Linked DNA regions of Mus musculus: regions 1, 3, 4 and 5 are each linked to region 2. A link is a contact called in public promoter capture Hi-C data. All regions are on one chromosome and are shown on one strand. Each heading gives the region's core, a stretch centred on a gene start, on an enhancer-like site or on the middle of the called end of the contact. The rest is flanking DNA. Distances are from core to core; before and after follow the strand shown.

Region 1 (5,533 bases), core at 590-3,089, 1.7 Mb before region 2:
CCTGCCTGCTGCCGTGCTTCACACCACGGTGGTCATAAGCTCTAACCCTATGGCAGTTTAAGCCCCAAATAAGCGTTTCTCTTTGCAATTTGCCTTGGTGATGGTGTCTTATCACAGAAATAGAAGAGTAACTAAGACAGTCCTCCCTCTAGATAGGCATCTATTTTTATTTCCTGGCTCAGGGTCATTTTATCATACTCCACATTAAGTATTGTAACAGCAGAGCTGGAGAGAGGGCTCATTGGTTAAGGGCACTGGCTGTTCTTCCAGAGGACCTGGGTTCAATTTTCAGCACCCATACTGCAGCTCACAGCTGTCTGTAACTCCAGAATCCAACACAGACGCACACGCAGGCAAAACACCGGTGCACATACAATAAATAAATTAATTTAAAAAGCATAACAGAAAATTTGATTAAAGAAAAAGAAGTGTTTGAAATAGGTATTAGGGAATTTTAACCAGAGAGAGCACTGGAGTAACACAGAGAAATCCCTGCTGGAAGCAACTATCATGTTCACGGCCTGAGCATAAAGGCAAGAGGTTGGAGTTATTGTAGTCTAGAGGCTTGAAGGAACAGTCAGTCCTACGCGATTAGGAAAGGATGCCCAGAGGAAAAGGCTAGTGGGGCTTCGGAGAGCACAAACAATGGAGTTGGTTCTAGGCTTGCCAAAAAAAAAAAAAAAAAAAAAAAAAAAAAAAAAAAGCAGCCAGAGACTGGTACTGCAGGGATGATGCAGGGATGCAGGCCGAGACTGGAGATATCACAGGGCTTGTTTTCCAACCCCAGGCTTGAAGCCTCCCTTGTACTGCTCACTGTGGGCAGAGGTCAGGATGCTGCCAGCCAGCAGGTAAAGGCAACCAGCATCCCCAGGTCGCTGCCTAGCATCATAGAGCCCAGTGTGTATGGAAAAAGGAGGCTGGAACAGTGAGACAATCCCTTTTCCATCTGCAGGATCCTGCAACTTAATTTATACACTGTCTTAATTAGGGTTTCTATTGCTGCAATGAAACACCATGACCAAAAGCAAGCTGGGGAGGAAAGGGTTTATTCAGCTTATACTTCCACACTGCTGTTCGTCACCAAAGGATGTCAGGTTTGGAACTCAGACAGGGCAGGAACCTGGAGGCAGGAGCTGATGCAGAGGCCATGGAGGGTTCTGCTTACTGACTTCTCAGTCTGCTTTCTTATAGAACCCAGGATCACCTGCCCAGGGACAGCACCACACACATGGGCCTGATACTCCTCCATGATCATTAATTGACAAAACACCCTTAAAGCTGGATCTTAAGGAGGCATTTTCTCAATTGCGGCTCCCTTCTTTCAGGTGACTCAAGCTTGTGTCAAGTTAACAGAAGACTAGCCCAGCATACCCTCTCACACTTGAAGTGGTCGCCAAGAATTCAATCATATAATCTACTTATCCCTCTTCATGGTGCTGGATATTTATGTGATTTCCAGATTTTAGTCTCTGAAATGATGCTGTAATGATAGTTGATAAAATTATGACTCAATATATTTGAGGAGAAAATAGTCATAGTTTGTCTTTTTCTGGGCCTTAGAATTAGTGTTTTTCTCACCATCAAATACTTCTCACAAATCCTCTGCAAACCCGAATGCTGTAAGCAAAAAAACGTCATCTCTCACTTCACTCTCGTGGAAGGAGGATCGATTCCACCAAAACAAAGGCACACCGCCATCAGAAAAGCTCTGGTGGTGAAGACTCGGAAGGAACTGCCCCGGGCTTCATTTCCTTCCTCTTCAAATACAGCCCGTCGCCAACCAGCGGGCAGCAGGCGCAGTCTTCTGAATACTCACCAGGGCGTGGCAGTTCATGCTGCCTGCAGTGTTTTCTTTCAGACTGGCCTTTGAGACAGTCCTTGCCTTGCTCCTACCTTCTTCCGTGCGGGTGCCTGGGCATGGTTTTGGGATGCAAGGGCGCCATCTTGTGGGACTTTCGTGTTGAATTCTATTTCTTTGAAAGCGTCCGCACTGAGACTGCGATCACTTTTCTCTTTTTGTCTCAATTATCCTACGGTGCTGACGAGGTTGTACTGTGTCACGCTCTCTCTCTTTTTTTTTCGAGACAGGGTTTCTCTGTATAGCCCTGGCTGTCCTGGAACCCACTCTGCAGACCAGGCTGGCCTCGAACTCAGAAATCCGCCAGAGTGCTGGAATTAAAGGCGTGCGCCACCAACGCCCGGCTGAGGTTGTACTGTCAATTTGAACTCCACATTTTGAGAACATGTATTCTTTCTTATGATGATTCTTAATGTGCCTACATTAAAAAGTAATTTAAATTAAGATTTTATTTATGTATTTATTTTTACTTATTTATGGGTGCGAGGGCCATGTGGAGATTACAAGGCAACTTTTGGGAGTCAAGTTCTTTCTTTCCAATATGTGGGTCCCGAGGACTGAAATCAGGTCATCAGCCTTGACAGCAAGTGCCTTTAGTCACTGAACTATCTCATAGGCTCTTGAAGTTTTATTTATTGGAGACAGGGTTTCTTTATGTAGCCCTGGCTGTCTTGGAGCTCTCTATGTAGGCCAGGATGGCCTTGAACTCAAAGAGATCCATAGTGCACATGTATGTGGCAGTCAGAGGACAACTTGTAGGACCGTATTCTATCCTCCCACCAGGTGGGTTCCAGGGCTTGAACTCAGATGGTCAGGCTTGGTGGCAAGCACCTTTATCTGCTGGGCCACGTCAGTAGCTCTAGTTGCTGATTTACATAAACTGTGGTCGGTCTAGGTCTCACCCCCTGCGTCTTCAGCTTACTACATGGACTTATATTCCTGCTGTTCAGTTCTAACTCAGTGCCATCTTCCTTGGCACAATTTATTTCTTTAGTGGTGGACACTGGTGCAGGCAGTCCTGACAGGAAGCCCTTGGAGCCACCCTCTGACCGTTAGCATGTTTCTCTGGGGACATTTGGCCAGGAGGCAGGCTTGCTCTAAGTTTCCTTAAGATTGTCAGTGTGTAGCCAGCAGACACAGGGATCTTGTTTCCTGAGTCCATGCTAACACTCCTAGATCACATCCTACTTTTTGCCAATCTGGTAAGTATGGGTTGGTGTCTTGTCTTAATTTGTATACTGCTCAGAGCTTTCTTGGGGACTCAGGCCAATCTTTGTGCTCTCTCCCCTCTCAAGGTGAATGCAGTCATCAGCTGCTTCTTCCCTCTTCTCCCTCCTTCTGCTCCTCCCCTCCTTCTGCTCCTCCCCTCCTTCTGCTCCTTCCCCTCTTTCTGTCCCTCCCCCTCCTTCTGCTCCTCCCCTCCTTCTGCTCCTCCCCCTCCTTCTGCTCCTCCCCCTCCTTCTGCTCCTCCCCTCCTTCTGCTCCTCCCCTCCTTCTGCTCCTTCCCCTCTTTCTGTCCCTCCCCCTCCTTCTGCTCCTCCCCTCCTTCTGCTCCTCCCCCTCCTTCTGCTCCTCCCCTCCTTCTGCTCCTCCCCCTCTTTCTGCTCCTCCCCCTCCTTCTACTCCTCCCCTCCTTCTGCTCCTCCCCTCCTTCTGCTCCTTCCCCTCCTTCTGCTCCTCCCCCTCCTTCTGCTCCTCCCCCTTCTTCTGCTCCTCCCCTCCTTCTGCTCCTCCCCTCCTTCTGCTCCTCCCCCTCCTTCTGCTCCTCCCCTCCTTCTGCTCCTCCCCTCCTTCTGCTCCTCCCTCTCCTTCTGCTCTTTCCCCTCCTTCTGCTCCTCCCCTCCTTCTGCTCCTCCCCCTCCTTTTGCTCCTCCCGTTTCTATCCCCCCCCACCATTCCCTCTGCTTCTCCTTGTTTCTCCCCTCCCTTTTCCTTTCCCACATAGAATCTCACTTTTGCCCAGGTGTGCCTCAAACCCTTGAACACAAGTGTATCTTCCCCCCAGCTTCCCACATAGCTGGAGTTATAGAAGCCTCTGACTGTGCCCAGCCTCTTTGCTTGTTTTTCTACCAAGTTGTTACATATTCTAAAGGTCAGTCCCCCAAGAGTGTTTCAGAAATGTTAATTTATCTGGGGAACACTTCCAATAGAATTGTGCCTGAACTCCTGGTTACATGTTATTTTATTATTATTATTATTTGTTTTTTTTTTTTTTTTTTTTTTTTTTTTTTTTTTGAGACAGGGTTTCTCTGTGTAGCCCTGGCTGTCCTGGAACTCACTTTGTAGACCAGGCTGGACTCAAACTCAGAAATTCCCCTGCTTCCGCCTCCCAAGTGCTGGGATTAAAGGCATGTGCCACCACTGCCTGGCAGGTTATTATTATTATCATTGCAATTGATTTGTATTAGTTTTAAAAGCATTCTTAGCTATTTCATTTTCTCTTCAGTATCCATTTTGTAGTGAGGTATTAGATGCATTTTATCCTATGGTATACTTATTCGAAGTGTTGCTTTTTTTTTTTTTTAAGATTTATTTATTTCATTTTATGGGTACACTGTTGCTGTCTTCAGACACACCTGAAGAGGGCATTGGTTCTCATCACAGATGGTTGTGAGCCACCATGTGGTTGCTGGGAATTGAACTTAGGACCTCTGGAAGAACAGTCAGTGCTCTTAACTGCTGAGCCATCTCTTCAGCTCTGTATTAGAGTTTTATCTTAAAAGATAAATGTGGGGGCTGGTGAGATGGCTCAGTGGGTAAGAGCACCCGACTGTTCTTCCGAAGATCCAGAGTTCAAATCCCAGCAACCACATGGTGGCTCACAACCATCCGTAACGAGATCTGACTCCCTCTTCTGGAGTGTCTGAAGACAGCTACAGTGTACTTACATATAATAATAATAATAATAATAATAATAATAATAATAATAATAATAGATAAATGTGTGGTATTAGCCTTTAATCCCAGCACCTGGGAGGCAGCGGCAGGTGGATCTCTGTGAAATTGAAGCTAGCCTAGTTGGAATACTGAGTTCCAGGACAGCCAGAACTACTTAGTGAGACCTGTCTGGGGGGAAAACAAACAAACAAACAAACAAAACACATATGTAGGAGTCAGTTCTCTCCTTCACTTGGGGTGAGATTTGTCTCTCACTATGTTACAAGAGTGAAGTCCTGTCTTTGCCTCCTGTCTCATGGGGGGAATGGCTGGCATTAGAGATGAGCCACCATATCCTGTCCTGTATGTGGGTTCCAGAGAGCAAACCCATGGCATCAAAAGCAAATGCTTTTACCTGCTAACTTGTCTCACTGGTTCCTGTCCACGGGATCGTAAATGTCCCCCAAACACCCACATGTTTAAGGGTTTGGTCATCATCTTGGTGCTATTAGGATACAATGAAGCCTTTTGAAGCTACCTTCATGATGGACTGTGATCTACAGGACACATAAGCTGAATTCAACCCTTTCTCCTCCAAGTTGATTTCAGTCATGTTGTGTGAGACCTCAGCTTAGAGCGTTTCTCCCTGGAAGGTAAAGCCCCAAGCTTGTTTTCCCTGATCTCTAAAAATGCAGCCAGAAAGAAGCTCTTTGTTCTCTATAGCAAAAAACCTTTTTGTTTCTGTGCCTTACAGCCAGAGATGTGATAATTGTAGGAAGACCTACAAGGACATAGAGA
Region 2 (4,880 bases), core at 1,931-4,430:
ACTGAGCAATGTAAATTTTGATAGCACAGAAGAACTCAGACACTGGCTATACTTACAAATGCAAGTTAATATTAACATTTTAAATATTAAATCTGGCAAAAGAGACAATGTAAATGCCCATCAGTGCAACAGTGCTTTACAATTTATTAAAATCATAATCAAAACAGTCTAAAGTAGCTCCAGGCACTAAAAGTGTTATTAGTTTAACTCATTCACTGCTTAGAACAACTCCACGTAGTAAGCTAGCAGTGTGTTCAGGGTTTGAAGCACTTATCTTACAAGTACAAGGCTCTTGGTTCAATTACCAGGACCTCAAGACAAAACACGCTGTACGTACTGGTATTTTCCACTATACTAAAATAGAAGCTGACAGACAAATAAATGTAAAATAGAGTATTCAAAGTTACACAAAGTAGCAAGAGCTTGAACTGGAATGTGAACTCAGGCAGGCTGGTTATGAATCACTGGCTGCCCCCATGCACAAAATGACACCACAGCCCATGTATTTCTTTTCTCTACTTAAGGAAGTTCCAGAATATCTCAAATGAGTAAAAGAAAAAGGATAGAACAATAGACAGTGTCAACAGTCTCTAGGTGGTAGAGTAGTGAGGATTTTTCCTCTGTTCACTTCATAAATAATGAACACATACTTTAAACAGCTGCAAGCCAAACTGCATCTTGGAGCTTCTGTGACATGCTCTGTGTGGTTTTTTTGTCAACCTGACACACCTAGAGACCCCTGGGAAGAGGGAACTTCAATTAAGAAGTTGCCTCTATCATATTGCTGTGTGTGTGTGCCTTTAGGGTATTTTCTTGATTAATGATTGACATGAGAGAGCCCAGTCCACTGCGGGCTGTGCCACCACTAGACATGTAGTCCTGATTTATATTAGAAAGGAGACGAGAAAAATTGAAAAATATTTTAAGTAAATTATCTAATGCAAAGAGAAGTCTCCTGGAAGCATATGTAGTATGATTTTTTTAATGCTTCTGGCTTATTGGATTATCTTCAGTAATAATAATAATAATGATAATGTTTGTACAAAATTATGAAAATGGACTAGTTCTGCTCTTCTCTATTGCTACCACTAGTTTTGCTTCTCTGCAGCAGCCATGATACCCAAACTAATAAAAATAATATACACATATGCTTTCCTGACAGTAGATGACAAACAGGTGATAATGGTAATCTATGCATTTTGTAAATTTGGTTTTCTGGTAGCTAAAACATACTTTCCATACAGATAACATTAAAACTGCTAACCAAGCTCTCAAGCTAGCACACACTGTTAGAATAACTTGGAGGGTGCCTTCATGGACCCCTACCTGGCATTGTGACTTCATGGCTATGGCCTTGGGAAATATGGGCATGAAGCACAGTTGGAAAGATTGTAACATGGTGAACAATAGCAGGGATGGGTCAGGTTATGAAAGTTGTGCGTCTCTAGGTCAAGCCTCTTTTCAAGTTGGCCGGCTTTCAGAAAACAAGGATTTCTTTTGATGCCTCTTGCAATTATTTCCATGTCCAGTTAGATTTTAATTTTTAAAGCCTTAAACTGATAACAGGTATGGGTCAGATTTCTAAACAAGATTTCAAATAAAATATTTAAAACAAAACCAACTTATTTCTCTTAAATAAACAAAACCTCCATGGTATCTGTCAGATGAAGGAGAGGATGCCAGAAACCAAGGGTGAGAAAAAAAACTTTTGCACTGAAAAGGGATTCAAGTTAAATGTATATAACAGAATTACGATGAGATAAAATATGGACAATAAAGCTAAAAGGATTTCCAAATTTTGTATTACTAGCAAACTGACTTTTACAATGCACATTTTTAAGGCGCTAAATGTCTCCAAAAGAAAAGCCTTAATACCTGGTAATCATGGCACACACTAGAAATAACTTTTCAGACTGGAAATATGAGCTAGTTCGCTGTGGTTACAGGCACAGCATACAAAAGCCATGACACCATTCCTAGGTTCTTGCTGCATTTGGCTGTTAGGACTACAGTTGGCCAATGAAACCAGACTTAGACTACTGCTTTTCCAAGGGTAAACACTCTCTATGGAAATAAGGTATACCTGAGATTTTTGCCCTTGGGCTTCCACTCCTGGGAAGAGCTCCATCCAGAGACTGAGCAGGGTGAAAAGGTTCACTTTAGAAAGCCTTGGTATTTGACCTACAAAAGAGAAGGCAAGCACTTCAGAATTTCACTAGTGAAGGCAGAGGAGCTAAGCTCAAAGCTACGAGTGAGCTGCAGATGGTCTGGCAGGCAGGAGAATAAAAGCTTCCTTAGCAAGAGTGGCCACAACCTCACTTTCAGTGACCTCGGGTGGCACTTTCCAAAGTTGGGTGCTTTTTTTTTCTCCAGCTCACCCCACAGGTAAAATAGTAAAACTGATACAAAGGCTCTGGAAATAATCAATCAATCAATAGGATAAGGGCTCCTCTCTGATGTAGCCGAGGAGCAAGGTCCCCACCCCTACCCCTCTGGAACCTGGCATTGCTAAAAGGGCAATGGTTGGAACATGATTGATCTTCAACCATAAGGCAAAACTTGAGGGAGGTATCACGGGTGGTGAATTTGCCAAAGCGCAATTTCAGGCTCTTCAGCTCCGGGATACTGACTCTAGGTGCAACCACCCACCAGTGCAGGACAGGACGCGACCTATGAAGCCTGGACAGCACAGTGTCCGGGACGCGCGCCTGGCAAGGAGACCAGGGACGGCGGGGCAGACAGGAGTCGCTGTGAGTCACAGGGCAGGCAGGGTGTCAGGGAGGTGCAGTATGTGTGTGTGTGGGGGGGGGGGGGGGAGTAGCAGGCTAGCAGGGCGGGAAGGAGACATAGAGCAGGGAGGGTGCTGGGCTGTGCGGAGACACAGGACAGGCAGGATGCGGAGCTGGAGGGAGACTCGGGCAAGCGTGCAGAGCGCCAGGAGAGGGGCAGGGCGGGAGAGAAGGCCACCGCACTCACCCGTCATGCTGCCCGTCTGCGTGCCGACTGACCTCTCGGCCCCGGAACCCTCCAAACTCTGCATCTGATCCGTTTCTTTCATCCCCAGCCCAAAGGCCTCGGCCCAGGACAGCTTGCCCGGTCAGGCATGATAGGTTCCTTGAAGCTCGCCTACGGCCACCTCTGCGGCCTGTCAACAACCGCTTGTTCTGCGCAGCAAGATGACGTCTCGGTATGCCCCCCCCATCGCTTCCGGCGCTTAATGTGACGTCAGAGTCCGGCGCACCGAGGTGGTGGTGGTGGTTATCTATCAGTTATGCTACTCTGTGTAGCAGGCTGTGTTCAGTGATTTTTGCAGAAAGAAGGACGCTTGAAGTTGTCTTGGTTCGGGACAGTAGGGGACCAGGGTGGAGGACTTAAACAGAGAGAGGCGAACATAGAACCGGAGTGGGCGAGGTGGGGGAAGCAGGGCCATCGGAACCCAGCCGTCAGATGTGGGCGGATCCCAGGGTATTTGGTTCTGCTTCATATCCAAACTCACACAAACTATGAGAAGAGAACTGGGAGGATCGAAGAGTTAAGTAGACAGCGGAACCTGAAAAATCTGAGTTGTCCGTCCCAATGAATTTGTAAATAGAGCGTACGTGTGCGCGCTTACCGTACAGAGGGTATCTTCCTCTATATGGCCCTCCAAATGTTTGTTTTGAGAATGGGTCTCTGCTTGGATCTGGAGCTCACTGGTTGGCTACACTGGAGCTTCATCCTCCTGTCTCAGACTTTACACACTTGTGACTACAGGCTGGTGCAGCTTTACTCAGACCTTTTTTTTTTTTTAATGTGGGTTTGAGGGATCCAGAAGGAACTCCTCAAGCTTATATCTAAAGCATGTACACAATGAACCATCTCCTCAGCCCCCAGTGAAAAATATAAAGTGTAAAATGAAGCCTGGAGAGGTCAGAAACATGGCCCAGCAGTTAAGAACACTTCCTACTCTTCCAGTGGGTCTGAGTTCAGTTCCCAACACCCACATCCAGAGTGGGTCACTACAACCCTTAACTCCAGAGATGGATATTTGAACAAAAATTGTAAAAATAGTTTTATTTTTATTTAAAATATAATATCATTACAAATCTCCCCCCTCCCCGAGGCCCTGATCATTTTTAAATTAATTCATGGTTTTTCTTTAACCACTATTGTTTATATACATGTATTATATATGTATATAATATATACACACATATATCTCTACATATATGTGCTTGTATGTATATGCTTTTAGGACTGATCACTTGGTACTGGATAACTAGTTGAGGGGACTTATTCTTGGGGAAGACTAATTTCTCCTCTGTTATTATTTACCCTTCATCTAGATATGGGACCCCTGGGAGATTTCACCCATGTTGGCAAGTTAGCTGGTGTTGGCATTGTTCGGGTCTTGTTTTGGCAGCCATGTTGTTGAAATTTTGTAGGTGGAGCTTTCCTGCAACAACTAGAAGACAATGTTCTGACAGCTTCCTGATCCTCTCTGGCTCTTACAGTCTTTTCATCCCCCTCCCCCCTTTCTGAGATGATCCTGAACGTTAGGTGTAGGGGTTGAGTTCTAGATCCAACCTTCAGGACTGGATATGCAAGGTCAGTTGTTCTCTACATTTTGAGAACTGCTGTTGCTACTACCTTCCTCCTCCTCTGCTCCATTCTCTCTCTCTCTCTCTCTCTCTCTCTCTCTCTCTCTCTCTCTCTCTCTCTCTCTCTCTCTCTCTGTGTGTGTGTGTGTGTGTGTGTGTGTGTGTGTGTGTGTGTGTTTGTCTTTTTAAGAAAGGGTCTCACTGTGAAGTCCTGGCTGGCCTAGAACACACAGCGTAGACTCCTGAGTCTTAGAATTAAAGGCATATGCTAGCATGCCCATCTTGATAGATAGATAGATG
Region 3 (5,504 bases), core at 329-2,828, 1.5 Mb before region 2:
CGCTCAGCGGATCGGGGTGCTGGCTGGTGGCTGGGCGCGTACAGCGCCACCGGCGGCCCCTGCCCCTGGCTGCCCTGGGCAGTGCGTTTCTTTGTCCCTGCATGGGGCTGGGCTCAAAGGCTGCTGGCCTCGAGCAAAAGCCCTGGCCCGGGACCAGAGCTCCGGCTTCCAAGTCACCCGCGGCAGCGAGCGAGCCCTGAGCAGCGAACAGCGCCCGTGCCCAGCCGGCGGCTCCTGTCTGGCTCTTAGGCTATGCAGAGAGCTTCGGGCCATGGAGCAACCCTGGAACTCGAGCCTTTCACTTCCAGGCAAAGTAGAGCTCAAGGTGGCAAAGCCCGTCCTGAGTAGCTTTGTTTGGGGGCGAGAGAGAACTCATTGGAACCTTCTCCCTGAAGACGCACACTCAGATCTGGGGCGTGAGTCGAACTCAAGGACAGGGGCTGTTTTCAGGCGCCCTGGGTGCCCTTTGCTCCTAGCCGCGGGAACCTGGGGGGAGGCAGGACCCGAACAACTCAAAGATGCGAACCAGAATTCCCTTAACAAACCCGAGTGTGGGCCCACCAGTGTGTGTGTTTTGTGTGTGTGTGTGTGTGTGTGTGTGTGTGTGTGTGTGTGTGTGTGTGAGGGAGAGAGAGAGAGAGAGAGTGAGAGAGAGGGAGAGAGAGAGAGAAGAATCTGACTCACACCCAACTGTCTTACCTGCAATATTGTTTGCGCGTCTGTAAGTCTGGCTGTAGAATGAAAGAGAAACTGCCCTGTCCAACCAAGCTCCCTACACCAACCCTTCCCTCCCAGTCTATTTTATAATGCGACGCAAGGTTACAGAGTCCGCGCGAAAACTGCTTTCTCAGTTCCCCTCTGACCCTGCGTCTCTAGCAAGCTAGATTTCTTGTGGCCGAATGTCTTCGGGCTGCTGCTTCCCGTCTCTGGCACCGCGTCTCCGGCGTCTCTAAAGCCGGGTTTCCTAGGTCGTCCTCCCGGAGAAGTCCCGCGCTCTGCCCGCCTGTGCCCGGCCTGCGGCAGAGCGGCTCGAGCGTCAGGGCGGGCGCTAGGACCGGGCGGAGCGGGGCGGCCGCCGCGCTACCTTAAACCCGGCCCAATGCCGCCGCCTGCGCCACTCTGCGCGCCGGCGGGGGCTGCGCAGGAGGAGCGCTCCGCGGCCACGGCGCTGCGCGGCCCGCGCGGCGACACCTGTTCGCGGCAGCCCGGGCAGCACGCGAGCTCCGGGACGCGGTCCTCGCCCGCCGCTTGCCGCTCGCCTCACTGCAAGCCGCTGGACCTCCGCAGAGCCTCTGCAGCGTTCTGGATACTAGCTTTGGACGCCGAAAGTTTTTTCCCCCTTCTTTTTGTTATATTATCTTTATTTTTTGGAGGAGGGACTGGGAGGAGAGATTTGTCGCCGCCGCCAACGTGAGATTTTTTTTTTCCCCTTGAAGGATTCATGCTGATGTCTGCAGAGTCGGTTAGAGAGTAAAAACAGCGCATGCCTTTCTGGAGTCAGGATCCGTAAATTCTGACGTAGCCCGAGCATCTTAAAAATCCCTGTAATATCGCCCAGGCACTTACGTTGCTATGGTCATTCTGATCTCTAAGCAAATGGAGAAACTACGGATTTTTTTCCCTTATTACGGTCGGATGGGATGAAGACCTTTCTGCCTGCTGAGAGTCGAGGCTCCATATGTAGCGATGCATAGCTGTGTTGATCAATGTCAGTGTGTGAGTATAAAGTGGTGGCTTCTTAGACTATCAGTGGTTTGACCTTGAACCTGTGCCAGAGAAACAGCCGATTACTTTTATTTATGCATCGGATGGATTGAAGAAAAGAACCCTTTTTCCCTCTCTGTCTGCAACTGCGGCAAGGGAGGGGAGTTGGATATACCTCGCCTAGTGTCTCCTGGTTGATACCATCATTATTGTTTATTCTTGTGCTTAAAAGCCGAGTCCTCTGATGGCTCCCTTAGGTGAAGTTGGGAGCTATTTCGGTGTGCAGGACGCGGTACCGTTCGGGAACGTACCGGTGTTGCCGGTGGACAGTCCGGTGTTGCTAAGTGACCACCTGGGTCAGTCCGAAGCAGGGGGGCTGCCCCGGGGCCCCGCAGTCACGGACTTGGATCATTTAAAGGGGATTCTCAGGCGGAGGCAGCTGTACTGCAGGACTGGATTTCATTTAGAGATCTTCCCCAACGGTACTATCCAGGGAACCAGGAAAGACCACAGCCGCTTCGGTAGGTATGCCTTTAACCCCTCACTGTCCACGCGCTGACACGGTCAGATTATTAACTACCAGAAAGGTGGTGGTTAGGCGGGGATGCTCGAAGGGCTATATTCTCATATTCATAACCCCTGCCCCCCACATCTTTGAGTATCTTGCCAGCCCAGGGAGGGGAAAAAGCCTCCGGAATTGCAGATCTGCGTCTGGCATTGGTGCAACTTCACCCTCAGAAGGCCCTTCTTTTCTTTTTCTTCTTCTTTATTTTTCTTAAAGGAGGGTGTGTGAGTGTGAGTATGAATATAACCCAAAGCCCAAGTTTTTTCATTTGATATGTGAGACGATAAGGTTTAAGAAGTTTCTTTTTAAACGGACCCATTTCCATTAGTTTAAAGCTTTAACCACTAAGAACTTTAAACTGCATCCAGTTTCCTGTAGGTAGCTGGTATCTTGCTCAAATTAAGTTTTTTTTTCTCCCTTCCCTTTTCCTCTAATAAGCATTCTGCCTGAATTGTAAATTAAGCGTGTCGTTTATTCCCGGTGGCTGGTCTGAAATCTCTCAGGCAAAGATTGCTGGGTGATCTGGGGGAAGCACTGAAGTCGTGTTTTAGATCCGAAACATCCGGGGCAGAAGCCCCTGGGGAAACTGACCCGAGTGGGGGCGGAAATCCCACTAGGGGTGCCGGCTCTTCCATCCGTTGGTTCCCAACCTCCGCTTTTTAATTTCCACAGCGTGTAGCCTTGTGTGGGTTTCCTGAGTGGCTTTCTGGTGTGAGTGTTTGCGTGCGCTTGCAAAAGCTGCAGGCTCATTTTAAAGGGCATTCCGAAGATTTCACGTTCCGAGCAGGGTACTTGTGACTCAGCACCGAAGGCTGCAGACTCAGGTGGGGACTCTGCCCACTTTCGTGCCTCCACACACGTGCCTGGCGGGGCACCTTCAGTGGTGCAGTGCTAAGTCAGCGAACACAGTTCTGCCTGGCGTTGGGGCGGGGGCGGGGTGTGTGGAATCTAGGTTTTTCCCCTTATTTAAAAAAAAGAAAAAATAAATCCACAGTTTGGGCAACCAGACTGTTGGAAGGAGTTAACTCCTGAGTGAACCCACCTGACAACACTTAGACTAGGTCGTAAAACCAAGTCCTGTGGTGATTTTTCTTCCTCATGCCTTAATGCCAGATGTTGAACGAAATCTAAACTAGGTGTTTAGCTTCATGGTCTGTGGATGTTGCCGGGAGGTGAGGAGGGTCCAGGCCTGGATGAAGATAGTCTAGATTCTTGAGGCCCAGGGTTTCCCCCTTGGCTCACTACTGAGGCTGGGCTCAAAAGTGAACCCAGTCAATTTTCCCCACTTGACTTGTGTCCCCCTCGCTGCTTAAAAACAGAAAGTGTAGCTCATTGCTGCGATTATTCCTTCGAATGCTAACCTGATTAACCTAACTATCTTCCCACCACCCCGTAAGTAAACGCCGCTGCTGCCTGCCTGTCGCTAGGGAAGACTAAACTTTACTGGAGTGCTTGTCTAGTTGGCCACCTTAAGGACTGCTACGGAGCCGGGTTTCTGGAGCAAGCCAAGCAGCGGGAGGCCGGTGGCGGCGGGGATCGAGTGTCCTAGGGTTCAGGGCAGCCAGCTTGATGCCCGGGCAGCCCGCTTGATGCCCGGGGCAGCTGGAGCCCGGTCCTCCCGCGCTCCGGGCCGGCAGGTGCGGGCTCAGCCCCCGGCCCCGCGTCGCTCTCGTTCCGCGCGGTCCTAAGAGCGCTCGGGTTCTAACTCCCTTTCCACGGTGCTCCTGTGCGCCCCTCCGTACTGCGGGGACCGCTGGGGTTCAGGGGAGGGAGGACAGGGACCGACACCTTTCTGGTCGCGTGTCGGGTGTCCGACTTTTCTTTTTTGCCCCTGTCCAGTCCCCTTGCTTTCTCTTTGTGTGTGAGTGCGGGTCTGGTGGCGCTGACAGCCGCCGCCCGAGGAAGCGCGGTGGTGGTGTGCGGTGTGGGAACCGCTGGAGGTGCGCACCGCAGCCGGAGAGTTGGTGGCGGGGACGAGGACAGACTGGAGGTTGGAACTGAGCTTTGCGGTCTCACGCAGGGTCACCCCCTTCTTTCTGAAGCGCGCAGCAGGGTTTGGGAGAGTCCTAGGGCTCCGCTGGGTCTGGGAGGTGGGTCGGGGGCCCCTGGCCAGGCGAGGCCACAGTAGCAGGGGTGGGGGTGGGGGTGACAAAGGGCCTCGCAGGCGGTGCAGGGGGTGGCATGCTATTGTTAACCACTAGCCTAGGGAAGGCATCCGGATCTAGTCTCACAGGAGCAGAAGGCCGGCTGCACTCGGAGCGCAGGGCTGCAGGGGCGCTGCGGCCAGCCAAAGCCACCTTTATTGTGTGCATTTCCCGGTCCCAACCCGGGGTGCTTCAGAACTGGGCCCAGGTCACTGGATAGCCCTCACACTTCGGACCCCTCCACGTACCTTCGCCCCCACCTCCCAGCTTTTCTTTCTTTCTTTTTAAAAATGCAGTAGTCACCTTTAAGATAGGACGTTTGCCACGCGCACTTGATACATCAGATACTGAGTATCTGTGCTAGGATGCAAGGGCGGGGAGCGCGCGCGTTCAGGGGTCAGCGAAGAAGGACTGCAGGTACCGCCCGCCGCAGAACCCAGACTATCAAACAAAAAGCCCCAACCTCCTCACCCCGCCCCGATCCTAGAGGTTGGAGAATGTGTCGCCAAGGAAGTGACATCTCTACTTTCTGGTTCCGCACAGTGTGTGTGTGTGTGTGTGTGGGGGGGGGGGGTGTTGGTAGGAGGGAAGCGGAAGCCCCGGCCCATGCTGGGGACCCCCCAGTGCAAGTATAGCAGGTCGGCCCGGTGTCTGCCGCGGGGGGAAGGGCGCGCCTGGTTCTTGGCGGTGCCACTCACCCTCGTTCGGATGGAGCTGAGTGGGCGGCTGTGCGCAGTGGGGGTGGGGAAGGAGGGTTATTTAAGTCTTTCATCCGGTTGCAGTGAGAAGCGGGCCCCCGGGGTGACAGCAGTGCCGCGGTCTCCCGCTGCTGCTTCTGCGGCAGGTCCCAATATTAGCAACCTCTGCAGCGCCGTGCGTGTGCCGGGAGCCTCCGCGCCCTGCCTCCTCAGCCCCGCCCGCAGGGAGTTACGGCGGCGCTAGGACCTGGCGGCCCGGAGCCAGGCGGGGCGGAGGGGCTGCGGGGCGCACCTGGCGCCCGCGCCACTGCCGCTTCACCTTCCACCCCCTCCCCGCAGCCATGGCCTCCGCGCCTCCTTGGCTCCTCCCGGGGGACTTCGACTTCTCCCTGG
Region 4 (5,068 bases), core at 2,278-4,777, 1.1 Mb after region 2:
CACAACTGCTTACACAGGGATGACAGGGAATAGGTTAGAGTTCAGAGCCAGTCTGGGATCCATAGCAAAATTCTGGCCTCCTTCCTCCCACTAAAGATGGAAAACTTATTTGAAGAGTTAGAGGTGGTGGGAGTCTAGCTTGGTGGTAACACTTGGTGGAGTGCTTGCTCAGCACACAGAAGGCGTTAGCTTTGATTCCGGGATCTCTATCAAAAAAGTGTTGCCTCTTTTAGAGTCACAGAATCCACTGTCCTCTTGTCTCTGTCTCCCAAGCACCGAGATTGCTGCATGGACCACCGTGCTCAGCTGAGGGTCATAGAATATGGGATTGTGTAATTTATCCAGTCTGAGAGCCAAGGTTAGCCTTGACTTGTCCAAGCCTACACAGTGTTTGTAGTCTGATAGTTCAGGAACTCTACCTAGCTCAGGGTACTCCCATCAGACTGGCTGTGGTGATGGTGGTGGTCAGGGTGTCCTCAAATGTTGAGCCTCTCAGCCCTGGATATAATCTCATTGTACCTTCTAAGTGTCACTAGCATCCACACTGAAAGAAGATGTAGATCTTGTTACACATTTAACTTATTATATGGTCACTTCTGGCTGCTGTGGCTAACCTCCTGCTCCGAAGCATATTTGGGGAACGTCTACCTTAGTCGTATATTCATTTTTATTATTGTAGACCTGCTGGCATTCTTAATGTCTCACTGTAACTTGTCTTGGTCCCCCAAAGATCTCTGAAACTGCAGAGTTAATTCAGTCTGGAGTAAAGTTCGGCTCATTTAATCCACGGTTGATTGTGTCCTCGCTGTCTATAGCTCTGCAGAGTGGGAGGGGACAGCAGGCATCTGCTCCGTTGTCACACCTGCCTGGATCTCTGAGCTCACTCAGCCTGTTCATTTGCAAAGGTCCTGGTGACTGAGGATGACTGGCCGCAGGGCTCAGCCCTGGAGGAGGAGCAGAATGAGGCGCCTCGAATCTCCAGGAGGAGGTGGGGCTCGGGACGCCGCACCCGGCCACGACCACTGTCTGACTATGGCCAGCTGGCCGGCAGAAGCTTGTCCATTCCTGAAGATGCCATTGCTGCAGACCCTCCAGATGAGGACCACGTGGACAGGATGCACCCAGCAAGTGTGACTACCACCAGCCAGGATCCATGCGCCCCCTCAGGCTCTTGCAGGGGAGGCCGGAGAAGGCGACCTATATCTGTGATTGGAGGGGTCAGCTTCTATGGCAACACCCAGGTAGAGGATGTGGAGAACCTCTTGGTCCAAGTAAGAGCTGGTTTCTTCAACCATGGCCAGCAGAGACGCTCAGCTCCCTGCCTCTGTCCTCCCTGCAGACTAAACTGGACACTGCTTTTCCTTCTGGAGGGGGACATACCTCCTCACTCCTTTTCTTCCTGACTTTGAAACCTACTTGGATCCACACTAACAGTCCGCTCTCTCATCATCTGCTTTCTATTCTCCTTTCCTGGAGCCTCAGCTCACAGCACAGACTTGCCATTAGTCTGAAAAGCCCTGAGACCTGAGCCGGGGGGGCCATAGCCTGGCTTTATCTGGTTTACTTCCTGAGGGGAGTGATTTTCGAAAGACTTAAGTGGTCCGTTATTAGAATGCAAACATAGGAACAAAGTAAAGATGAAAGAGAAGGGACTGGGGTGGGGGGTTGGCGGGGTGGATGTAGCTCAGTGATAGCATTTGTCTTCATGCAGGAAGACCTGTGTTCCTCCCATCCATCCCCCAAAACAAAGCAGAGGACCATGAGAGGAGAACTAACTTCTCTGTCTTCTAAAATCACGTCTGTCCCCAGTGATTAATCACCAACCATTCCTAGAACGGACCCAGGCTCGGAACATCCTGGGCGAGCTCTCTACCATAAAGCAACACCACCTTGCCTTGTTCTGCTTTTGGGTTGCAGGTTAGACCATCAACACCATTGGCCCCCAGCACATCTGGCAAGGATTTCTTAAGTGCCTAGTGAGCACTTTAAGGTTATGGAATATTCATGTAAAGGCTCTATCTTGGTGAAAGTCAAACTTCTTTGCTTAGCTGTGCCAACTAACTCATGAGCATACTCATACGGTCATGGAATAGTTTATATAATAACTTATATGCTCAGTTTCATATTGAAAACCTGCGAGGTGCTTTCTTAAATTACCTGTAAAATTCTCTGGGGCGGGGGTGGGGGGAGAAATTCTATATTGGGCTTGGGCTGTGTGTTAAAGTTTTTCCTGCCAAGCTCAGCACAATGTCCTGCTTGTAGCAAACACTCTAAAACCCTTGCTTAAGTCAGTTGAGTTGAATTCTTCAAGTAAAGTTATAAGGCCAGTGTGGTGGCACACAGCTGTGACCCCAGCTCTTGTGAGAAGGAAGTGGGGGGGGGGGTGAGGAATTCAAGTCCGTTCAGCCAAGGGAGACTATTGTGGGTTATGAGACCATGCCTCAGAGACAAGCAAAAGACACAAGCAAAAGTGAAGTTAAAGATATGACAAGGTCTTTAAGATCCTTTTGTTTTCAGGTGCTCCACTTGTTGGGAAATATTTCTAACTAAACTAAAGCAAACTGTAATGTATCTAAATGCAAGGCACAGTTGAGGCAAGGATAGTCAGAGATACTTAGAACACACTTTGTTTCGGATCGTCAAAATAGTATTGTGCCCCAGACATGGTGCTTGTGCCTATAATTCTAGAATTCAGGATGCTGAGGCAGAGAACTTGGGGGATTGAGGCCAGCCTGGTCTACAAAGTGAGACCCTAGTATACACCCTAAAAAGCCCAGGAGGGGAGACAGCTCATTAGTAGGGGAGACAGTTCTTATTCCTCTTATAGAACACCCATATGAAGCAGCTCACTTACACCTTTAACTGCAGTACAAAGGGATCAGACACCCTCTTTGGGCCTCTGCAGGTACCCACTCATATGTCTGTCTGTCTCTGTCTCTCTGTCTCTCTCTCCCCCTCTCTCTCATACACCCAAACTATGTAAGATAAAAAACAATTTTAGTGAATTATTTATTTTAACTTTATGAGCATTGGTGTTTTGCTTGCATGTATGCCAGTGTGAGGGTGTCAGATCCCCTGGGACTGGAGTTACAAATAGTTGTGAGCTGCCATGTAGGTGCTAGGAATTAAATCCAGGTCCTCTGGTAGAACAGCTAGCACTCTTAATCCTGAGCCTCCTCTCCAGCCTCCTAAATAAGTTCTTTTTAAATAAAAGCTGTCACTGGAGATCTGTGACCATGCCTGTGTGCTGTGGTCCTGCCCTTGCATCCTCGGATGCTGCTATGGTCACCGTGCTTTCCTAACTGTCGCTCACAGCTCTGCTGCTGCCTCAGCCTTCCTCTCCCTCAGAGGCCTCTCTTTCTCTCCCTGTTCCCCACCGGCATGTCTCTCACAAGTAGGAAGAAGTGTGACAGAGCCAGCTTTGAAGCTGCCTGTTGGAACTTTAGAACAGCCTATTGCTACAGAGCTTGGTGCAGCATACAGCTGCTGGCGGGGGTTTGAAGAAGACACTCCACATCTGCCAGTGGCTTCAAGGCGAGAACACAGAACTGTTTTGTGGCTCGCAGGAGCTGAGACTTCCTGGCACCTTCTCACAGCTTCTCACTTCCTTTCACAGCCAGCAGCCAGGCCTCCTGTGCCTGCACACCAAGTTCCACCCTACAAGGCTGTGTCTGCCCGCCTCCGGCCCTTCACCTTCTCTCAGAGCACTCCCATCGGGCTGGACCGCGTGGGGCGGCGACGGCAGATGAAAACATCCAATGGTGAGTCTTGGGGCTTCCTGGAATCTTTTGTCTGGGACCAGGGAGCCTGAGGCACCAAGGGATTCTGCACTTTTCCCATCTTGTGGCCAGGGCAGTGTGGAAGTTATTATCTGGGTTACTCAGGATTTCAAACTCCTGTCAAGTCTGCATGTCTCTTGAGTTGCTGCAGAGCCATGCCAGGGTAAACCGATGACCAGGCTAGAGACCTAAGGTTCTGGTGTGGAGGGTAGTTTTTTGGTTTTTTGAGGATGCAGGAATGGGGAGCTGAACCTCGCCTGGCTTCTGCCAGCCTCAGGGCTCCCTGGCTGGCCCATGCAGCCTGTCTCCACCTGCACACTCTGTGACATTCGCCCTGTTGCAAATGTGCCTTCTTTTGTAAGGACATCCGTCTCAAGTGGGCCCCTTCCCCACCCCAAGGCCCTCATCCTAACTCGCCACCTGCAAAGACCGTGTTTCCATCTAGGTCACAATTAGGGGTCTGGAGCAGGGATGCCACCATCATTTGGGGGTTCAGGTCAATCAAAAGTGCTTTAGCGAATTGTCCCGATGTCTATCATGCCTGCATGTGCTCAGATACCAACAAGGATCAGAAAGGCATGGAAAACACTAGGTTATGAGGAACAGAGGGGGTCTCTCCTCAGCCTTCACATACAGCCAAGAAGCCTGTTTCATGGTCTATGTGACTTTTTTTTTTTAATTTATAAAGAAAAACAGAGACAAACCTCTTAGGGTTCTTTGTTTGAAAACAGTAAAACTAACTGACTAGTTTAAGAAAAAAGGGTGTTGGGGTGCATTCATTTGGTGGGGTGCTGGCCCAGCACTCACAAAGCCCTGAGCTTAAACCCTAATGTAAAACGGCGCAGAGTGGAACATGCCGGGAGTCTCAGTACTTGGGAGATGGAAGCAGGAAAACCAGAAGTTCAGGGTCCTCCTCAGTTACAAGTGTGGGGCTAACTTGGGCTACGTGAGACTCTGAATTGAAAGGAAAAAGAAAAGATGGCGTGGTGGTACACGCCTTTAACCCCAACACTTAGACAGATCTTTGAGTTTATGGCCGGTCTGATCTATAGAGCTAGTTCTAGAACAGCCGGGGCTATACAGAAAAGCCTCATCTAGAAAAACCATAGAGGGAGAGAGGGAGAGGGAGAAAAAAAGGGGGGAATGAATTAGGAAGGTGTTGGGTGCTCCCATATAAAACATTGAGGATAATACGATAGCTCCTGGTAGTCACAGAAGGTTGGGCATGGTTCCACCAGGAGAAGGGGAAAGGCTAGCCTGCCCTACTCTACTCTCCAGTTGTACTTGCA
Region 5 (5,229 bases), core at 758-3,257, 1.2 Mb after region 2:
GTGGTACTGTTCCAGGGGCTGGGGTCCAGACTGGAGAGAAAGGAACACAGGAAGTGCTAAACTAAGTACCAGCACTGAACTCTCTCTGCTTCCATCCACCCCACTGTGAGGGGAACTCATGCTATCACCACTCTAAGCTACTCCTGTGTCCTCTCTCCCTCCCTCCCCCGCCTCTCTCCCTCCCTCCCCCGCCTCTCTCCCTCCCTCCCCCGCCTCTCTCCCTCCCTCCCCCGCCTCTCTCCCTCCCTCCCCCGCCTCTCTCCCTCCCTCCCCCACCTTTTTCCCTCCCTCCCCCGCCTTTTTCCCTCCCCCGCCTTTTTTTTTTTTTCCCTCCCTCCCCCCCCCCCCCCCCCCCCGCCTCTCTCTCTGTGTCCTCTCAACCCCACCTCCCAAAGGCTGGGATACCACAGTCCCTTTTCTGTCTACTGCCCCCCCCCTTCTACCCAGAACAATCTCTCAAGGAAAAATCGAATTTCTCATAATGAAACCCTTCCTTCTAGGCATGGTGGCTCCTGCCTGGAATCCCAGCACCCAGGAGGATGCTGAGGCAAGACTGCCAGTTTGAGCTCAGACTGGGATACATGGTGAGTTACAGCCTGGAACACGGAGTGAGAGCCTGTCTGCAAACCAGTCAAACACACACAAAACCTTCAAAATGTTCATTTCTCCCCTACCAAGGTCTATAAAGCAGATATGACTGCCACCCCTCACGTCACCTTCTGCAGGAGAGATGACTGCACCTTCAAAAGAAAGCTCTGCTTCCGGCAGGACCCTACACCCTGAACCACGGTGGTGTGGCTGTCCTTCCTCTGGAGAAGGCTAGGGGTGTAGAAAGACTTCCCCAAGCTTTCCCAAGTCTGCACTGTCATTTCTACTTTCCCGGGCACTCGACCACAATTTCCCAATGCCCTCCCTCCCAGCCTCTGCCTTCCTTTCATTTTCGCAGTAGGACATTTCACATTAGTCCTGTCTGTACTGATTTAGATTTTAGACTATCGTGATGAGACACTGGGAGTTAGATCGACTCCCTGGTGGGCAGGCAGAGAGAAAGGGGGGGGGGGACCATGGCTAGGTGATGATGGTGGTGAATCTCCAAGATGCCCAGCTTCTTCCTCAACCTACCGTTTTCCTCTCCCACCACCAGACCCCATTGCTGATGGACCTGCTCAATGAAGTCAAGACTGGGTCAGGACATGTCACACAACAGTTCTGGGCCAACCAACCACCCTAGATTTCTTCAAACTCTCCAGCCCTAAATTAGGAGCAGAAGGCTCTGCAGAGGCTTAAAATAATAATAATAATAATAATAATAATAATAATAATAATAAACCCAGCCCCTGAGAGGAGTCTCTCTCTCTCTCTCTCCCTCTTTTTCTCTCTCTCCAGCTTTCTGAGTCCCCTTTGCAGAGAGTCTTTTTCTGTGTGCCTGTTGCAGGAAACACACACCTCACTCACCTTCCTTCTACTCCTAATTCTGTCCACGATGCTTAAGATTTCTCTGCTGCTCCATGCTGGTCTTCAGATTTTTCCTGCCTTTTAATTCTTCGGCTGGCAGAAACAACAAACCTGACCAAGACTCCTAGACTATATCATTCCAAAACCCTTAGACCGTATCAATAGTTTCCAAAGTCAAAATAGATGATAATTCTCCAATAGTTAATTCACATGGCTATACACAACCATAGCTGGTGGGCATGCAGACATGGAAGTGACTTCAACAACTTTTGGAGAAGACAGGTGCCTTGGATTTCGACTGCTTGTGGTTTCTTCTGGATCCTTTCACGCGCCGCCATTGAGTCTCCTCTGAGAATCAAGAAAGCATCAAGAAAGCATCTTGAGTTCTCACATTCATTCCTGGCACCTGTAAAAAGTTCCAATGCCTGACCCGACTTCCTTCTCCCTGTGCCCTAGTACCACTGTCAAACTCAAATCCAGGACGTTTCTTCCTCCAGACACACGAGGGCGCTACGAAACTGGAGCTGCTCAGAAGGCGTGGAGGGCGACGCTCTTCCTAACGATTGTTAGCGTGCTCAAGTCCGGGTCTGCCCTGCGAGTTCCGCGGCGTGGGCTGCTGCCTTGGAAACGCGGGGCGCGCGCTTCCCGAGCCTGGCAGAGCCGGGGTCCGGAGGATGCTGCTGGCGGCCGGGGCACGGTACGCCCGCCGGCTGTGCGGCCGGGGAGCCGCGGCGGCTCTGCAGGGACGCACAGGCCGGAGCTGCGCCCGGGACGTCAGTACTAGCTGGTCCCCGGTGGGCGCCGCCTTCAACGTCAAGCCCCAGAGCCACCTATGGAACCTGTTGGGGGAGCGCCGGGTGAGCGTGCCGTGGGTCTGGGCAGCGCGGGCTCCGCGTCTGGCTGAAAAGGGACTGTGCCGGGATAAGCGCACCCCGGAGCGGCTGACCCAGCGGCAACTCAGCCTTTCCTCTACTCAAGCTCCATTCTTTTCCTTCTGGCTTCAGAGTTCACATTTGCCCTTGGCTTTGTAACGACACTCTTGCTTTGAAAACTCCATCACACCTTAATTGTCCACTTCAGGCTGCTCTGAAACAACCTGTTAAACTAGGCATAGTGGCTCTTGTAAGACAGTCTTGATAGGTAGAGGCAAGAGGGTACAAAAGACAGTCCTTTGGGCTCCGAACTGACTTTGAGACTAGCCTGAGTTGCTTAAGAACCGGCGGTAAAACAGAAAGCACCTACAGAACCCTACTGAGAAAAATCAGATTTCCTGTCGTGCTTTGTAGTTTATTGCATAGCCTACGAAGTCATCAGAATTGCTTGGCTATTTCTACTCTGCCCTTGGTGGTGTTGGACACTTGATAATGAATGAGGAAAAGGCAGGAAGACTGAGGAAAGATTTTTGTCCTAAAACAATGATTTTTCAACCCTTCTAATGCTGTGACTCTTTAATACAGTTCCTCCCGATGCGGTGACCTCAAACCATAAGATTATTTTGTTGCTATTTCACAACTAATTGTGCTACTGTTATGAATTATAAACATCTGATATATGAACCCCCAGGTGGGTTCTAAAAGTGTTTTTTTATTTTTTTATCTTTTCACTGTTGGGCAGCTTTCTAAAGACAAGTCTGGGATATAGCTTCATTGTACTTCATGGCATATCTCTGTGTTTAACTTTGTCTATTTGAAAGTTCTTTCTTATTATATAAATTTTCCTCCAAAACCCATAAAGGTCGATGATGCTGGTATTAGTGGAGTTGGTGTTGGAAGTGCCTTTTAGCAGAAAGATAAGCTTGGTTTTGGGTGGATGAAATAGAACTGATTTCACCTGTATTTTAAACCATTGTTTAGTGTGTGTGTGTGTGTGTGTGTGTGTGTGTGTGAATGCATGCAGGTCTGGAAGGCGCAGGCCAGAGGACAGCCTTTCCGGATCTGTAACCTTCAACCTTTTGGAGGTGGAGTCTCTCTTGGTTTTGCTATTGGACTGAATACTCAGGTTATCGTTCCTGCTCCTATTTGGTTCTTGAGCTTCTGGGCTGTTTTCTTGTTTCTATCTTGATGTAGGAGGACTGCTGGGATTATAGTTGCATGCCACAAACATTTGACTTTCAAGCTTTTTTTATTTTTTTATTTTATGTGTTTTGCCCAAATATATGTAAATTCACCACATGCGCAGTGTCCGTGCAGGCGAAAAGAGGGTGTTCTATCCCCTGCAACTGAAGTTGTAAACAGGTGGTAAACTACCATATAAGATGCTGGGAATAGAACCCCGGTCCTCTGCAAGAGCAGTAACCACTGGGCCATCTCTCCAGCCCTTCTTCCCAAGTTGTTTTTAATTATGTTTTTGTTTGTTTGTGTGTATAGGTGCCTGTATGTCCATATGCCTGGCTTTTAGGACTTGGGATGCATAGATGAGAAGATCTGAAGTTCCAGACTCAGTCACAGGAAACAAAAAGAATTTTAAAGCGTATTTCCATATCCGTAAAAGGGGAATGTACTCCCGGTTCTAGAACTGTGTGATTTAGCTGAGAGAATCTGTGTAAAGTACATGGCACACTTTGGCCTGCGTTATATTAAGCATCAGCTTTCTCAGGGCGCCAGGATTGGTGCTCCAGCTGCTGTTCAAAGATGGTCATTCGCATTAGATTAGTGATTTTATTTTTCTTTATTAAAATACTGGAGTTCCTTAGTTTCAGCCAGTGACTGGGTTTGGTATGTTACGTCTCCTTGTGGGTTATTGGTATTGTGGGTTGGTATTATGTGTGGAGACCTCGCTGTATGTGAGGCACTCATACATACTGTCTGCTTTAGTATGTTTCTGTGCTGACAGGTATACTGCCAGCCTCAGATACTTGATGAGAAAACTGAAGCCCGGGAGGAATGATCAAGTGACCAAGGTTGTGAACTAATTATAGCTGTCATTAACATCTGTTAAGTGCTGTCTGTGTGCCGGGCACTGTTAGAAATTTTGTTGAACTTTTGAATCTTCATTTAGTCTTCCCAGCCTTTTTCTCACGGAGACATGGTGATGACAGCTGAACCCACACCATTCATTTACTTTTGAAAAGTAGGGAAAGCTTGAAGGAGACATATAGTTTCAAAACATTTTAGGGTTATTTTGTGTAGCATGACAGAGAAATAGTGACACTGTTCCCATGAGCATAGATGTGGGTGGTCGCCAAAATCAGGGCTTTGCACAAAAGTAGTTCTAGGGAGTGAAACAGACAGACAAAACTGTGCTTCTGGCTATCGGTTAGACATGCTGTTTTGTACTTTTAGGGTCTTTTTGGAGTTCCTGAGCTCAGCACCCCTGAAGGATTCCAAGTTGCCCAAGAGGAAGCCTTGAAGAAGACGGAGTGGCTGGTAGAGCGAGCATGTTCCACACCCCCAGGGCCACAGACAGTCCTCATTTTTGACGAACTCTCGGATTGCCTGTGCAGAGTGGCTGACTTGGTGAGATTTAGAATGGAAAACAAGGGTGTGTAAGGGTGCAGGAGCGTGCATGCCGTGTGTGTGTGTGTGTGTGTGTGTGTGTGTATATGTGTGGTGTCTGTATGTGTGTGTGTGTCTGTGTGTGAGGGTGCAGGAACATGCATGCCGTGTGTGTGTGTGTGTGTGTGTGTGTGTCTCTGTGTGTGTGTCTGTGTGTGAGGGTGCAGGAACATGCATGCCATGGGTGTGTGTGTGTGTGTGTGTGTGTGTGTGTGAGAGAGAGAGAGAGATTGAGAGAGATCGAGAGAGATCGAGCAGGAGTGTGCATCCCATGTGTGTG

The links. Promoter capture Hi-C pulls out the DNA fragments that hold promoters and counts their contacts.
Region 1: a contact with region 2 is called in a promoter capture Hi-C map of pre-B cells, with 2.8 times the contacts expected there. The contact joins the enhancer-like site here to the promoter of Cdadc1 in region 2. A contact is called at or near these places in 5 of 39 promoter capture datasets (hippocampal neurons, liver, maxillary cranial neural crest and 1 more) and 1 of 115 datasets of contacts at active chromatin or transcription factors (astrocytes).
Region 3: a contact with region 2 is called in a promoter capture Hi-C map of liver, with 7 times the contacts expected there. The contact joins the promoter of Fgf9 here to the promoter of Cdadc1 in region 2. A contact is called at or near these places in 7 of 39 promoter capture datasets (the 3T3-L1 cell line, embryonic stem cells, liver and 2 more) and 2 of 115 datasets of contacts at active chromatin or transcription factors (astrocytes and large pre-B cells).
Region 4: a promoter capture Hi-C map of pre-B cells shows a contact between it and region 2, with 5 times the contacts expected there. The contact joins the enhancer-like site here to the promoter of Cdadc1 in region 2. A contact is called at or near these places in 6 of 39 promoter capture datasets (the 3T3-L1 cell line, 3T3-L1-derived adipocytes, embryonic stem cells and 2 more), 2 of 15 datasets of contacts at CTCF or cohesin (large pre-B cells and pro-B cells), 54 of 484 Hi-C or Micro-C datasets (the 3T3-L1 cell line, the AML12 cell line, B cells and 35 more), 8 of 115 datasets of contacts at active chromatin or transcription factors (the 230-238 cell line, T-cell acute lymphoblastic leukemia, astrocytes and 5 more) and 2 of 9 other capture datasets (embryonic stem cells and liver).
Region 5: a promoter capture Hi-C map of pre-B cells shows a contact between it and region 2, with 6 times the contacts expected there. The contact joins the promoter of Mipep here to the promoter of Cdadc1 in region 2. A contact is called at or near these places in 8 of 39 promoter capture datasets (the 3T3-L1 cell line, 3T3-L1-derived adipocytes, the C10 cell line and 5 more), 3 of 484 Hi-C or Micro-C datasets (B cells, CD4 T cells and pre-B cells) and 2 of 9 other capture datasets (embryonic stem cells and liver).

What each region holds. Positions count from the first base shown.
Region 1 is chr14:57,908,837-57,914,369 of GRCm38.p6, forward strand. No RefSeq gene overlaps it. Among named protein-coding and RNA genes, the nearest start is that of Zdhhc20, 21 kb to the left of the region's middle. Within about 2 kb of position 1,840, at least 286 of the 459 cell types and tissues checked have an H3K27ac peak or open chromatin away from gene starts, as enhancers often do. A contact at or near this core is called in hippocampal neurons, liver and pre-B cells, where this site is marked.
Region 2 is chr14:59,594,779-59,599,658 of GRCm38.p6, forward strand. Cdadc1 (cytidine and dCMP deaminase domain containing 1) reads right to left here and starts at 3,181. Exons shown (of 10, transcript NM_027986.3): 1 at 2,977-3,181; 2 at 2,084-2,181. The coding sequence starts at 3,058.
Region 3 is chr14:58,071,108-58,076,611 of GRCm38.p6, forward strand. Fgf9 (fibroblast growth factor 9) reads left to right here and starts at 1,579. Exons shown (of 3, transcript NM_013518.4): 1 at 1,579-2,225. The coding sequence starts at 1,949.
Region 4 is chr14:60,705,809-60,710,876 of GRCm38.p6, forward strand. Spata13 (spermatogenesis associated 13) reads left to right here. Exons shown (of 13, transcript NM_001033272.2): 3 at 906-1,271; 4 at 3,617-3,761. Among named protein-coding and RNA genes, the nearest start is that of Gm41165, 24 kb to the left of the region's middle. Within about 2 kb of position 3,528, at least 90 of the 459 cell types and tissues checked have an H3K27ac peak or open chromatin away from gene starts, as enhancers often do. A contact at or near this core is called in the 230-238 cell line, B cells, CD8 T cells and 11 more, where this site is marked.
Region 5 is chr14:60,782,559-60,787,787 of GRCm38.p6, forward strand. It overlaps Mipep (mitochondrial intermediate peptidase), which reads left to right and starts at 2,008. Exons shown (of 19, transcript NM_027436.3): 1 at 2,008-2,312; 2 at 4,737-4,910. The coding sequence starts at 2,130. Mipepos (a long non-coding RNA gene) reads right to left here and starts at 1,991. Exons shown (of 3, transcript XR_001781278.2): 1 at 1,915-1,991; 2 at 1,456-1,803.